Linked DNA regions of Anser cygnoides: region 1 is linked to region 2. Evidence: chromatin contacts called from public Hi-C data. All regions are on one chromosome and are shown on one strand. Each heading gives the region's core, a stretch centred on a gene start, on an enhancer-like site or on the middle of the called end of the contact. The rest is flanking DNA. Distances are from core to core; before and after follow the strand shown.

The links. A called contact is a pair of places that touch in the nucleus more often than the background predicts.
Region 1: a contact with region 2 is called in a Hi-C map of liver, with 1.7 times the contacts expected there. The contact joins the promoter of MAML3 here to the promoter of MGST2 in region 2. A contact is called at or near these places in 2 of 7 Hi-C or Micro-C datasets (both in liver).

What each region holds. Positions count from the first base shown.
Region 1 is chr4:41,204,337-41,211,482 of Taihu_goose_T2T_genome, reverse strand. It overlaps MAML3 (mastermind like transcriptional coactivator 3), which reads left to right and starts at 3,537. Exons shown (of 5, transcript XM_048074966.2): 1 at 3,537-4,971. The coding sequence starts at 4,534. LOC106046692 (a long non-coding RNA gene) reads left to right here. Exons shown (of 5, transcript XR_010831471.1): 5 at 1,349-1,824.
Region 2 is chr4:40,971,335-40,978,178 of Taihu_goose_T2T_genome, reverse strand. MGST2 (microsomal glutathione S-transferase 2) reads right to left here and starts at 4,776. Exons shown (of 5, transcript XM_013189180.3): 1 at 4,640-4,776; 2 at 700-799. The coding sequence starts at 4,697.

The DNA.
Region 1 (7,146 bases), core at 2,288-4,787, 230 kb before region 2:
CTTGAAATGTATAGGCTGGCAGGCACATAGTTTTGAGGGTGTTTTCTTTTTTTTTTTTTTTTTGTATTTACACATAGTGATCATTCCACTTCCTGCAGTCTATCTTAGAGTTCTGACTTCTGCAATTTTAACTGGCTTTCTGATTTTCTTTGTTGCTTCCCCTTCCTCCCTTCATTGTTTTGCTCTTCTGTTCCTTTTCAACCTTGATGACTTTTTCCTTAACTATTTAGAGCGACTTCTTTTGCTCCAGATGTGGTTCATCACCTGGAGAATTCCTGCAGCTGTGGATCTTCTGACAACCGTAGCTCGTGGCCACCCCTTCTGTCAAGAGAATTTTAGCCATGCTGCTATGCTGTAGCTGGATTTCACATACGCATTTGTGGAGGTTGTGTTGTGTTTGGTTTTGTTGTGTTTTGAATCAGCCTGCTACTATGTGGCTTTGCTTTTAACTACTCTGGAGACAATGGTGTTACTCTCTTTTGACTACAGGTGTATTAGGCAACATGCACATAAGTAGCTTATAGGAGTAACTGAAGTACACCTGATTTGCTCGCTTACATATCTGTACCCAAGAGAACCTTCAGCAGAAATCTTTTGAAACCCTTTTTATTGTGTAAGGATGCGTCGTCCAGACCCAAGAGGGTGTCTGTCAGGTGGCTTTCAAAGTTACATTCAGTGAACACGCTGAGCTGTGGACGCCAGGTTAGGCTTCCAGCAGATACCCGTGTCACCGTGCCGTGCATCGATTTAGACATAAACCGTTTAATTATAGTTGGAGCTTTCGGAAAGGTTTCTACCCAGGTGGCCACTCAGAAGGTTAATCTGCTGCCCGAGATGGTTCGAAACTTGCTGCCACAAAACCTACAGCTTCCAACCTGAGTGGCAGCACCAGGAATTAAATCTCTGGTTCCTGATACAGTGTGATCCGTGTTTATCCTCCTGGTATTTTTAATGTTTGCCCATCTAGTGGATAACCCCTAGCTCAGCTGACAAAGGGGAAGTGGTTTCAGTGTGTTGCTCTGCAAAGACTTATTTTCTATATTACTTCTGGAGCTCCTCCCACTAATACGACTAGCTAGATTATCTGTAAGGCTGTACTTGTTCTGAAGCCACTATTGATTAAATGCTGAGATGAATTTTTTTTAGAAGCTGTCATTGGAACATGCTTAGGCTGCATTTGCTGTCAGCTTAACAGTCATGTTTCTGTGTCTTCCTCTAAATTCCTCTCCCAGCTGGGCTCTTTCATATCTTAGCATTAAAATAGATTCTTCCTAATTAGACAGATCTCTGTCATGATAATCATCTTGAGAACGTATGCTGTATTTTCATACTGCGTATCTTTTCACAGATCGGGCCTGCACTTTATAATTTTTCAAAATCGTAACTCACTGAATAGATCCTTTACCAAGCAATCATCTCCTGTAACCAGCAATTAGCGTCCTGTCAGCTGATACTGGTAGGCATTAGTGTTCAACTGCTGGCATCAGCAAGTTCATCTTATATCACTTGGACCTCCGATGTATTTGATTCCTTTAAAATTCCAGTCGTGACGGTAGTTTTCTGAAGCTGATGCTCGGGAAGAAAAGAGCGTAGAGCAAATGCAAATATTTCCACGTGCAAGGTGAACTACTGCATAAAAAGGTGAGTGCTCACAAGACCATGGTCACGGATATAAGTGCACACATCTATCACGAGTGAGTCTGTGCTTGTGTCTGATTACAGAGTTGTTTGGTCAAGGCTGCGAGGAACATCTGTTTGGATGACGACAGGCGGTAGCAGAACAGCACTGAAGTCTCTCTCCTCCTTGCCTTGTCCAAGCTCCAACCTGACGTTTTCTTTTCAGCTTGTATTTATTCAGACTCGCTGGCTTAGCAGAAACGTTGTCCTTTGCAAAAATTGAATTTAAATAGTTCCCTAAATAGCAGTTTTTGGCCATGTTTCTTCAGAAGCCGGTAATTGTTTGTGTAAGTATCCTTAAAATAAAAGCAACGCAAAAATGAACTGTGAAATCTCATCTCTATTATGCTGCTTTACAATTGCCATTCAGGACTTGGTTTTAAAAAGAAAACTCTCCTGTTGGATGAAAATTATTACTTGTAGCTCCTGGGTTCTGAATGACGACTGCAAAATGACACAGGTAATGGACGTTTTTATGAAGTGCTAATTCTGTTGATTGTCTTTAGACACAGGGATAGTGCTCTGTCTTCTACAAGGTTGCGCTGTAGACTAATGCAAGTATCACCACTTTTGCTCTTAACATGAATGGGGAAACAGAGGGCTACAATTTTGCTCGGCTTTGTTTCAACCTCAGCCAGTTCAAACGTGTCTTTTGATCAGAATCAACCGTTTTTAGAACGTATTCAGATGTTTTTCACAGACCTGATGATGCATCTGTTTGCAAGACTTCAAACATTAAGCGCTTTGGTTACTACCAACCTGTTGCTCAAATCATCGTCCCCTGGCGGAAGCAAAATAGGTAGATGAGAGACTTAACAACAACAAAAAAAAGCCTAAATTCAGAGTATGCTGGAATTTAATTCTCTAGCAATGCAGCATGCACTTGATATAGCATGTCGTGCTCGCTGCCCAAGCGGAACGCGGAAAGTTTGGGATGTGTTACTCCGTGTGGCCTGAGAAGCGATGCATATTGTTAGTCGTGAGGAAAACAAGACAGCTGCTGGGACATGCCCCAGGGAGCAGCCCCTACAAGTAGCAGTAACAGCACGGGGATAACCGGCAGCCCTCCGGCGTGTCTCGGTGTCCCGGCAGAGCTGGGCTCGGAGCAGCGCTGCAGCGAGCTGTCTGCGTGCCGGCTGCGGGCTGCAGGGGGCACTGCGGAGGAGCCCAAAAAAGTACTGGGAAGTTCAACCTGAGCGGCGCCGGCCGAGGCGCTGGCCTGCCGGCACTCCGCTTCCACAAAAACCACCAGGACAGCCCCCGGGTCTCCCCGCCGGCCCTCGCATTCGGCCTTTTTACGCGCGTTTGTCTGCAGGAGAGCAACGCAGGGGTGTTTTGGGGCCGGAGGGAGGACTGAAGAGGTTCCCCCGCAAGCGAGGCAGGGCTCGCAGCCCCCCCCCGAGCACAGCTGGGGCTGCTCCCCGCGTGCTGAGCGAGGGGCGAGCGCCGGGAGCAGCCGGCAGCTACGCTCCTCGGGCTGCTGCTGAAGGAAAGTTGGAAGGGGGGAGAGGGGGGCAGGCAGGCCCCTTGGTCCCGGGGGGGCCTCGCAAGGTGCGGCCGGCCGGTGCCGTCGCCGCCGCGATGGGGACGAGGCGAAAAGCAAATGTCACCCGCCGAGCGGCTGGAGCAGACAAAGCCGGCTGCGGAGCAGCGCCCCGCGCCCCGTGCTCCCCGGTTCCCGATCCCCCTTAGGAGAACGAGGGGGGCGTCCCCGCGGGCAGGAGCCCCGCGGCCCGGGGGAGCCCTCCGGGGGGTGCGGGCCCCCTCCGGCCGCGGGGAGCCGTGCCGGGGGAGCCGTCCGCTCCTGCCGGGCGGCTCCGCGCCGGGTTTTGCACCGCGTCCCCGGGTCTGCCTCCCCGCCGGCCCGGGGGAGCCGCCGCCGTCCTGCTAGCGCTGCGCGGGCACGGCGGGAGGAGGAGGAGGAGGAGGAGGAGGGCGCTCGATCATTGTGATGGTGGCAGGAGCGGCGGCAGGAGCAGCAGCAGCAGCAGCAGCGCGCAGAGCGGAGCGGCGCGGCACGGGCTTGGCGCTGGGGCAGCGCCCCGGAGCCTCGCTGCTGCTGCTGCCCCCCCCGACCCCGGCCCCGGCCCCGGCCCCGGCCCCGGCCCCGGCCCCGGCCCCGCGGGCGCTCGCCGGGCTCCCCCCCGCCGGTATGCGGCCGGGCGGGCAGCGGGCGCGGCGCGGCGGCGGCCCCAAAACTTTTCTCTAGGCGGGGAGCCCCGGCGCCGGCCCCCCCGCCCCGCTCCATGCCGGGGGGGCGCGCGGCGCGTGCCCGGCGGAGAACCGGGGGTGGGGGGGGGCGCGCGTCCCCGCGTCCCCGCGCGCGTGCATGCGGCTCGCTCCCCGGCGGCGGAGCGGTGTCCGGGGGCAGGAGGCGGTCCCGCGGCGATGGGCGATGGGGGGCAGGCAGCGGCCCCGTAGCGCCCGGGGGCGGCCGCCCCAGCAGCAGCAGCAGCAGCACCGGCAGCGGCAGCAGGAGCAGCAGCAGCAGCACAGCTGGCCGTGCGGGTGGCCGCGCCGCCGGCGATAACCTCCCGGCACCTCCGCTCGCCGCCTTCCTCCCTCCCTCCCTCTCTCCCTCCCTCCTCCTCCTCCTCCTCCCTCTCCTCCTCCTCCTCCTCTCCCCCCCCGCCGCCGCTCGCTCCCCGCTTCATGTTTTGGAGAGCCTCGAGGGGGATTGGCTGGGGGCGAGGAGGGACGCTCGCCGGGGCTCGCCGCTCGCCCGCTACATGCCGGCGCCCCCTCCTCCCCCCGGCGGCCCTCTGAAAAGTATCCCGCCGGGACCCCGGAGGGGACTGCGTGCGCGCCGGGGGCAGGCTCCAAACTTCTTCCAAAATAGTGCGCGCGGGGCAGGCGATGGGGGATTTCGCGGCCCCCGCCGCCGCCTCCAACGGCGGGGGCATCTGCATCAACAATAACCTGGGCGGCGGGCTCGGCGGGGCCGCTCTCGGGGTCGGCGGCGCCCCCCACGGCCCGCCCGCCGCCGCCCCCGGGAACAATGCTGCCGGCGGCGGCGTCCCCAAGCACAGCACGGTGGTGGAGCGGCTGCGGCAGCGCATCGAGGGCTGCCGGCGGCACCATGTCAGCTGCGAGAGCAGGTACCAGCAAGCCCAGGCGGAGCAGCTGGAGCTGGAGCGCAGGGACACGGTGAGCCTCTACCAGAGGACGCTGGAGCAGAGGGCCAAGAAGACGGGCGCCAAGCAGCAGCAGCAGCAGCAGCAGCAGCAGCAGGGCAAGCAGCAGCAGGATGCCGAGCCCGCCGCGGCGGAGCAGAGGAACCACACGCTGATCATGGTAAGGGCAGGGGGCGGCACGGGCCCCCCACCGGAGGGGAGGGAGGCTCGGCCTCGGGCACGGAGCGTGTGTGGGGGGGGGGGGGGGGGGGGGCGTTCGCGCAACTTGCATGGAGCGAGCAAACTTTTTGTTGTGTTTTTATATTTTTTTTTTGGGGGGGTGGGGGGAGCGGGGCCGTGGGGTGCGTGTTTTGGGGCGCGGGGCTCCGCTCCCCGCCGCCGGGAGAGGCCGGCAGCCGGCGCCCCAGGCGAGAGCAGGCTGCGCTCAGCCGCTTCCTAAAGTTTGCTCGGGTTTTAAGGAGCTCGGCGAGCGGCGGGGGGGGGGGGGGGGGCAGGGGGCGGGGGCTGAGCCGCACGGAGCGGAGCCGCGAGTAGGAAGCGGAGTTTCCCACTCCCAGCCCGCTCCCATGATGAATAATCAAAGGCGGCGCGGGGGGAGCCGCGACCCGCTGCCAGCGCCGGCCTTATTTATAGCAGGTCGCGGCCGGCGGCACGGCTCGGCACGGCTCCGGGGGGGCAGCGCCCGGGTGTCCCGGCGCCCCCCCCCCGTCCTCTCCCGGGCAGGGGGCAGCCGGGGCCTCGCCGTCTGCAGGGCGCACAATGGGCGGCGGAGCCCGGCGGGGAGGAGGAGGAGGAGGAGGAGGAGGAGAGGAGGCGTGTGGTTTACAAGCCCCGCACGTCCCTCCCTCGCTCCCTCCCCTGCCGCGCGGGGGGGTCCCGCAGGGCGGCAGCTGCCGCCGGCCCCCGCGGGGGGAACCGTGACGGAGCGGCGGGGGGCGGCCTCCCCGTCCCATTTCCATCCCGTCCCCGTCCCGTCCCATCCCCGTCCCGTCCCTCCGCGTCCCCTTCGCCCCCGGCCCGCTGCCGGCCGCTTTGTCCGCCCCGGGCGGGGAGGTGGGGACGGGGCCGGCCGGCGGCAGACAAAAGCTGGGCGCCGTGCGTGTGTGTGTGTGTGTGTGCGTGTGTGTGTGTGTGTGTGTGTGCGCCCCTAATCCCCCCCCAGCATCCCGCCCCGCCGCCCGGGAGCCGCCCGGGGGGGAGCCTGGCCAGCAGGAAGCGGAGCAGCCTCCCTGACATCTCGCCGCCTTCCTGGCGGCTCCTCCGCCTCCTCTGGGCTCTCCCGGGTCCCCCCCGGGGAAGAGCCGGGCGGCCCCGAGCGAGCCGAGCGAGTCGCTGCCTCCCCCTTCCCCTTCCCCTCCGGGGGCCGGGGGGGGGGATGCGCAAGGTGCGAAAGTTGGGGAAGCAAAGTGGGCAGAGCAGGGCAGGCGGCCCCGGCTGCCGCCGCCAGGGATCTGCGGCGCGGCGGGGGAAGCCCGGCTGCAGGGGAGGGCACGCAAACGGCGGGGCCGGAGCTGCGGCTGTGCCGGAGCTGGCAGCCCGCACGCCATTTATCTCCGCTTGGCGTGCACGGCGCTCTGAGCTTAAAGAGAAACCCCAGCGCTTTATCGGAAGGGACCCTTTCCCACCAGCCGCTGGGTTTTTAGGAGCATTTGCAAGAAGCGTTGTAGCAAAAATTGGAAGTATGATCTGCTGCGTTTCACCTGTAGAGTGTCGATTACGATATCTGGCTAACACCTGAGAACATGAGTACCTTCATAGGCACGTGAAAGTTGTACTTAAAACCTGGGAAACTGCTCCTTTCAGAGCAACTGGAAGGTATTCTCTTTGAGACTTTTATGGTACAAACAAAGTTCTTCACTTCTGACAACCACAAGTTTGCTAAGTTTCATAGTTGAAATGCATCGTGATTTCCATTTAATGAAACGGTTCAACTTTATATAATACTTCATTCCGGCTTGAGAAAACACAAAACAACACATTGGGGTTTTCTCCCTTTCTCTATTCTCTGGTGACCTCCAGCTGAGAGGTTCACAGTGACACAATCCTACGGGTCTGCTGGCGCGTTACTCCTCGCACAAAACCATCGTTAAATCCTTCCCTCCCGTTATTAAAGTGCACGTTCTGGAGCTGAGGCAGTCAGTTAGGACTCAACGACAACAAATGCAGTGAGAAACACCGTCTGCAATGCTTTTTCATCAGGAGGGCAAGGCAAATCCAAGGAAAGTATTACTGGAGCGTGTGCGTGCCCCCCTCCAAATTCAGAGACGGGGCCGGGCAGTGAGGTGCCCAGCAGACCCTCCCAAAAGGTGGGTAAAAGGCATCTGTAGAAGGCGAT
Region 2 (6,844 bases), core at 3,527-6,026:
TTATTTGTCAACATCATCAGTTTTCATGCCAGTATTTTGCCGGGATATCTTTTCTTGGTTGTTCTGACTGAGCTTCTTTTTAATGAATTAGGCAACCTTCTGTGTCTGTTGTTCTGTTATCTGATATAATATTTAATATATTCTGTGTCATCTTGTTGTTATTGTTACCCAGTACAACTACAGTTGCATCAGAAGGAATTGTTTGAAATAACACCACGGTACATATATTTGTCTATGGTCATTAACTAATCACCAACTGAAGCCTTTTAGGAAAATGTTGTCATTTTGAACAGGCTGTCTGACAGTTATCTGCTGTGAAGGCGGAGGCTTTCTGTGCTGATGTCTTCCATGTGTTTGGTGATAGCCACAGGCCAAGAACTCACAGCACGGCTTGCTAGATCCAGAACATCTGAGTTCTCTAAGTTACACTCAATTAGTTCCTAGCCTTTACTTAGGTTTGGATAATCCGATTGCCTAGTTTCATCAGAACTTGAACATGGACTGTTTTAAACGAGCTGAATGTACCCTGTTATCATTAAGATAATAGCTGAACCATTTGGAAAGTGTTCTCTTCATTATTTTTTCATTTTCTGAGCAAAGGATGCAACGGAAAAGGTAATATCTGAAGATAATGTTTTTGCTTATCTTCTGGACTGAATTGTTATTCGTTGCCATCATCTTTATGATGTCAGGACTTACTGTGCACGAAATGTTCTGTCAAATTCTGGAGCTCCAGTGACAGCTGGGGGCATGACCTTGTGCTTCATTCTTGATTTTCCCACCAGCCGAGCAAAATGACCTGTAAGCAAAAATAAAGGCTCAAGGATGGCACATTTCCTCTTTTTTTTTTTTTTAAAGGCAGCTCAGTTGAGTTTCTAACACATCTGTTTTATTTTTTTAATAGCAATCATTGTTCTTTTGTTCTTTCTGCTATATCTGATGGAAATAGACCAATGATAGATAAACTATTTTTCCCCTACAGAAGTTCTGTTCTTGCCTTCAGGAGTAACTTACTTATGAGGAAGGGGAAAAATTGCTATTTCAGAGCTAGTGAAAGAGCTCACCTGTTTAACTTTAAAGCTTTCTGGGTACCTGGAGTTGTTTTCCAAGCCATGTCATAGCCACCCTGTGCAAGAAACTCGTGCTCTACTTTTATCCTAACTTTATTTGGATCCAGAAACAAGACACCCACCTGAGTTCCCTAAAAAGACTGTCTAACAGGCAAGCCTAGAGCATGCCTTCTGTCTTCCCTTCAGAGAACAGTGGCATTAAAACACAGCTAGAGATATCAGCGGTGCTGCCCCGTGCACATCTTACGTCTTTGCCTCCTGGCTAAAGCCTTGTCCCAAAAATGAAGCTTTCCATCTGTCTTCTCCACATGTAAGTAATTACTTTTAACCTTTCCCTCCAGAGCACCTCGCTACAGGACCTCTCATTGTATTTGCATCCAGCGAGACCTCCTCCGCTCCCACCCACGCTCTTTGCTGTGCCTGGTGATTCATCCCAACGTGCCACCTTGCGGCACTTTCAGGAGGGAAGAGTGGTAGTGGGGAGGTGGGGGAGCATGCTTCATGGAGACCGAGGCTCATAGCAGCACAGGAGTTCCTTTTAGAAGTGTTTTCCTGGAAAACACTAAAGTTGCTTTTTGGCTTCTGCCACTTTCAAAAGTATTACTATAATTTTTTTTGTCTGGCAAATGCTGCCTGGCTCATCAGCCAGAAGTGGTAGGTGAGCCCTAGTGTTTTGTAGCAAAGGCATTTGTACCCAGCAATGCATTCCTTGTTTTTTGCCTCACTGAGCCCTACAAGTCTTACGACCAGTCTGGGACCATTTTTTTTCTGCTGAGGAACTAAGGCAAACCAAGGCGACTCCTTGCATCCAAATTAGCTGAGAAAAAAAGCCTTGAAAGGGTGCTGGATGAACTAAGCCTACTGAGGAAAACAAGGAGATTAAGGCAGTGCAAGGGCCAAATCGTTCTTGTTTGTTCAGCACGACTAACCGAAGCAAATCCCCAAGGCCATGGTGCAACCCTGGCCTCAGCCGTACCGCGGGTTGCCCTTGGTGTTGCCTGCTGAGCAAGCATCTCGTTGAGGGGCAGAGATCGCACGTGGGAGGCTCTGGTTAACCACGTGTGGCACTGGGTTTGTGGCCAGGCTGTGGCAGCGCGGCCACCCGGTGTAAAACCTGCTCCTGAAGCATTTTCCACTGGGATCAGAGAGGAGGGACCCTGCTTCAGTGAGGGGCAAGTGGGTTCTCACCTGCCAGTGAAAACCAAGCTGTGGCACCGTGTGGGGGACCAGGGTCATGCCTGTCACCTTAGAAGAAAAGGTGAACCCCATGTGCAGAACAGGACAGGTGCCAGCCAGGGACTTAAAAAGAGCTGAGGAGAGAAATAATTGCTGTATTTTTGGTTAACTGAATGCAACTTGCCTTTCGGTTCCATTCTGGTGAATGGAAAGCAGTGATGTGGCTCCAAGTGTAAGTTCTGTGATGATGGTTTAACAAGGGCTGAAATAAATAACAAAGCAATGGGAGAGCCCTGCTGCCCACCCACTGGAGGTGCTGTTGTGAGCACGCCAGAAAGCATTGCCGCAGGAGGAAGTAAAGATTTCCCCAGCCTTTTTCTTCCCCTGTATCGACGTGTTCAATTCTAGCAGGCTAAATGACGTGACTGCGGTAGTTACAAAGTATGCGCCACTTGCCTTTGCTGGCCTTTTCTTTTTTCTTGGCTTTCATTTTCAGGTGGCGTTTATGGTTACTGTGTTAATATCCTTACACTAAAAATGCAGGATAAATCAGGCTTTCAAGGAACATTGCTCAAGTATTTTGTGTTTAAAAAGCCTGTAGAGAGGCTGATTCTTCTATTACAGTATATGATAGCGCATGCTAATTTGCAACTTAAAAATAAATAAATTTTTGAATAACTCACGATTCTGAGACACAAAACCTTGTCTTTCTGTATCTCTGATGATGGTTAAGTGAAACCTGACTTGCAGCACTGCTTCAGAGAGGTTGTCTTGCCTGTAGCAACTTTCTAGCTCGGGACCAGAGGCTCAGCAGAATAAACAGAAGAGCAAACAGAGCACTAAGTGCTGTGTATGTTGTATTTTGTTCACAGCAATTGGTCACGCTCTGCACTGCGTCCCTTACACGAGCTGGTTATAGCACATGCTTACACTACCAGCTTCACAATGCTCAGCTGAACTCACAATAGTTGATCTGTGTTGGTTTATCCATGCTAAAAGTAAACCACGCTGTGATTTAAATCAGATTAACAGATCAGGTTCTTACCAAGGTTTCTCTCTGGGCTTGATGTTGGACTGCCCAATGTGTAAGTTAAAATACAGGTTATCCTGACTTTTCAGTGATTTTAACTAGAATAACTAATATGGACCAAACACCACAAGGAAGTGTGTATTTTTACCTCCCTTCCCCTTTTTGGTATCTGCACAATTCATTGTGTTTTCAAAAGGCACTAGGTTTCCACATAATGTGTGTTTTTGCTTTTAACTCTTAACATTTCTGTGCTAAAAGTCAGGGCAGGCAAGTTGAACTTTCACAGAAGTTGATGGTAAATATTGCCACCAGCCAGAAATAGCAATGTTTTGTGCAGATCACAAGAGTGTGTTACAGCTGATCTGACGACAGAAAAAGAATGTAAATTTTAAGTGCTTTCTACTTGCTTTCTGTTGTGTTGGGCTTTTTTTTAACCTGGAAGGGTCACATTCTCAGGCTTTTTTTTTTTCCTGCTAGGTACAAGTGTTTCAGCAGCTGAGGCTTTCAGAACAAACAATTGCATCACATCCGTTAAGTTGCAGTGCTATAGATATTTGGAAAAAAGATGAAGCAATTACTTTTAACTTGCTCTAATCTCATCCTAGTATACTGCAAATGCCTTCAAAGAGCATCATGTTTCTTGATGTAAACACAACTATATGAATCAATGTATATAGAAGAAAATAATTACAAGAAGTAAAAACGCTACCACAGTTACATGAGAGATGCAAATCAAAAAGAGTGCTGCAGATTTGCCCACTTCTTTTCCTGGTCCTTGATTCTCAGAGGTACATCAGCAGGGGATAAAATATTTCTTTAAGATCCAAATAGATTTGTAATGAGGAGGATGTGCTGCAGAATACCTTCTATTCTTGCTGCCTGGTGTAAAAGTTTGCTTTCCTCTTCCCTTTCAGGTACTTAGCGTGCGTCTGGCTATTTCAGGAAACAGTACAGTGCTTTCAGTCCAGCGCTGGTGTACTTGATTTGACAAATTTACTCTCAGTTTTTGAGGTTTTGGGTTGCATAGCTGCCTACATAAGAATCGAAACCAAGACACGATGTGGCCGTTGGGTAACTTTACAGCTAGTTGCGAGCTCTCACAATAGTACGATTCAAAAGAGTCAGCAAACAAAATGGAATTGAAAATAAATTAGTTTCTCCCACGGGGAAAAGTAACCTGTCCCACTGAGCCAACTCCCTCTCGGGCTACAGAGAGGGCAAACAATGCTCCAGTGAGAAACGACTTAGGAGGCACCAGAAATTAAAGTTACACGACAACCAGTTTGTCATCACATAACATCCAGAACTGCAGAATCGGCGCAAACCTCCCCGAGCCCCAGCCCTGCAGCCCCGCAGATCTTACATTGCTGGAAGGCAGACAGGAGGGAGACAGCAGCCAGCAAGGTGAAGTCACCAGCCATGATCCCGGCGACTTCCGCGTGCGAGCAGGGTGTGTGTGGAGGGGAGAGAGCTCAGAGCTCGAGTGAGCAATAAGGAAAAACAACAGGTGGGGGAGTTGCAGTGCTTTTCGGCACCGCAACAAAGGAAATAAAATAGCCCGGCTTTTTAAAATGAGTGCAAAATTACAGCCATTTTTCTCTCATGAAAAAGTTCAAATGCAGTCAGGCGGCTCTGCCTGCCTCTTGCCTGCGTGAAAGCACAGAGAGAACAAAACCAGCCATGCCTGCCTCTGTGGATTCAGCTGTTCTTTTAAGTCTTAGACTTCAGTTGTAATCTCTTTGGGGGCGAAGACTTTGTTCCCTGTTTGTACAGGGTCTAGCGCAGCGAGGTCTGCATCCATCACCGGTGGTGCTGCTCTGAAGAAGCAGGTGCAGGAGACGTGGCGGGGGGAGCGCAGCTTTGTACTGTCCCTACCCTTGATTTACGGTTTTGCCGAGTATGTACAACTTGGGCTCCTGTGGGCGACATGACAGCCGCTTACAAACAGTCACTGCGCAGAAGGAAATCGCTCAGGGTAGTTCAAAGGGTAAAACAACTGAGAAAGAAAAATCTCCCCTCGTTTTATTGTCTGGAGTACGTTTCCTGTAGTTTATGCCTAGGACTAAAATTAGGAGAGATTCTCTCAAGGATTTTTTTTTTTTTTAATCAGCTAGCTTTAACTAACAGGAATCTTAGTGTTGTTAGCCTTTGTGATCCCATGAGTCCACCAGAACAAAACCAGTGTAATGTGTTTGTTTTGGTTGTTTTGGTTTTTTTGTGTGTTTGTGATTCCAGGATTATCTGTCTGCATTGTCTCCAACTGACATTACAGTGGGGTATTTCCTTGACGTTAGTCAAATATGTTAATTTTGAAGGCAAAAGTAAAAAGAACTTTAAATCAGTTGTTTCATTGTAAAAATTGTCACGGTAAAATTTGTTGGGTGTTAATTCAGTATATTGTTCTTTCTAAAGATTGGAACAGTAGGTATACTTTAATAACAGCAGTTGAATGTTGGTGCTTTGTAACTCTTTAAGTGCTGATTTATGCACTTTAATTACTGTTCTTGTAGTAAGGGGTTGGCCTTCTGACAAGACAGTTTCTCGGCTTTTAGAGGCTGGCTCAGGATGTTCAAAGCATCGTCACCCTGCCAATATAGGGGAATGGTGGAAAACTAACACAGGGCTGGCTATTGGAAAGTTTGAAAGGTCAGTTTGAAAAGTTAAACCCATAAGAGCTAAGCATTTTAAGGCCAGCTGACACTGAAGTCATGTTTTCTTTCCGACATCATTCAAAGTACGTGAATTTCAAAATGGCAATGGGCATGTGAAGTCCACCAAAGTTTGATTTAAAGGTAGGCAGGAATATAATCTAGGATAGGGATTAAACCCGCAGAATCGTTATAAAATACATGGCCATTACGGCTGAGCTAGGGTATGCTTAAGAACATGTTCAATTTCTGCTGGTAGCAGGGAGTTTGTAGTTGCCTATAGATTTATATTGCCATTGGTCAAATGTGGTCCACAGACAATTTGATATAGAGTTATGCTTCCTCCCTGTGAAACTCAGTAACAGAAAATCGGATCACACACAAAATAAGGCTTTTAGGCTGGGTTTATTTCTGATTGTGCAAATACAGTAGTATCTTGGATGCCCAGAGCTTTTATGATGTGTGTAAGCCCCAATGTATAAATAAATGCCAGGATCAACTAAGAGGTTTCTCCAGTTATGTCAGGACATTTTGGCAGCTTGTCTGAGGCTGATTCCTCAGCTTGCTCTTAAGGAATGTCATTTGATTTTGTATTTCCGCCGCTTGCATGTATTTTATGTGTGCGTTGCTTATCTCTGCTGTTGTAAATGCATGCGTTTTCTCCAGCTGCCTAAAGCCAAATAGCAAGAAGAGAGGCTCTGAACAGTGAAATGCAATGTGAAATCAGAAATACTGGTGGGACCTTACCACGCTTTGGTGGTGTTTTAGTCCTGCACCATACTTCCCCTGTGTGCTCCACAGGGACAAACGGTCTCTCCCAGCGTAGTTTACAGCAGTGGAAACTGAGCCATTGGGTAGGGAAGGGACTGGCAAATTTCACAGAGCAGCTGTGTCAGAGCTGGGAGTCTGCGTAGCCCCAG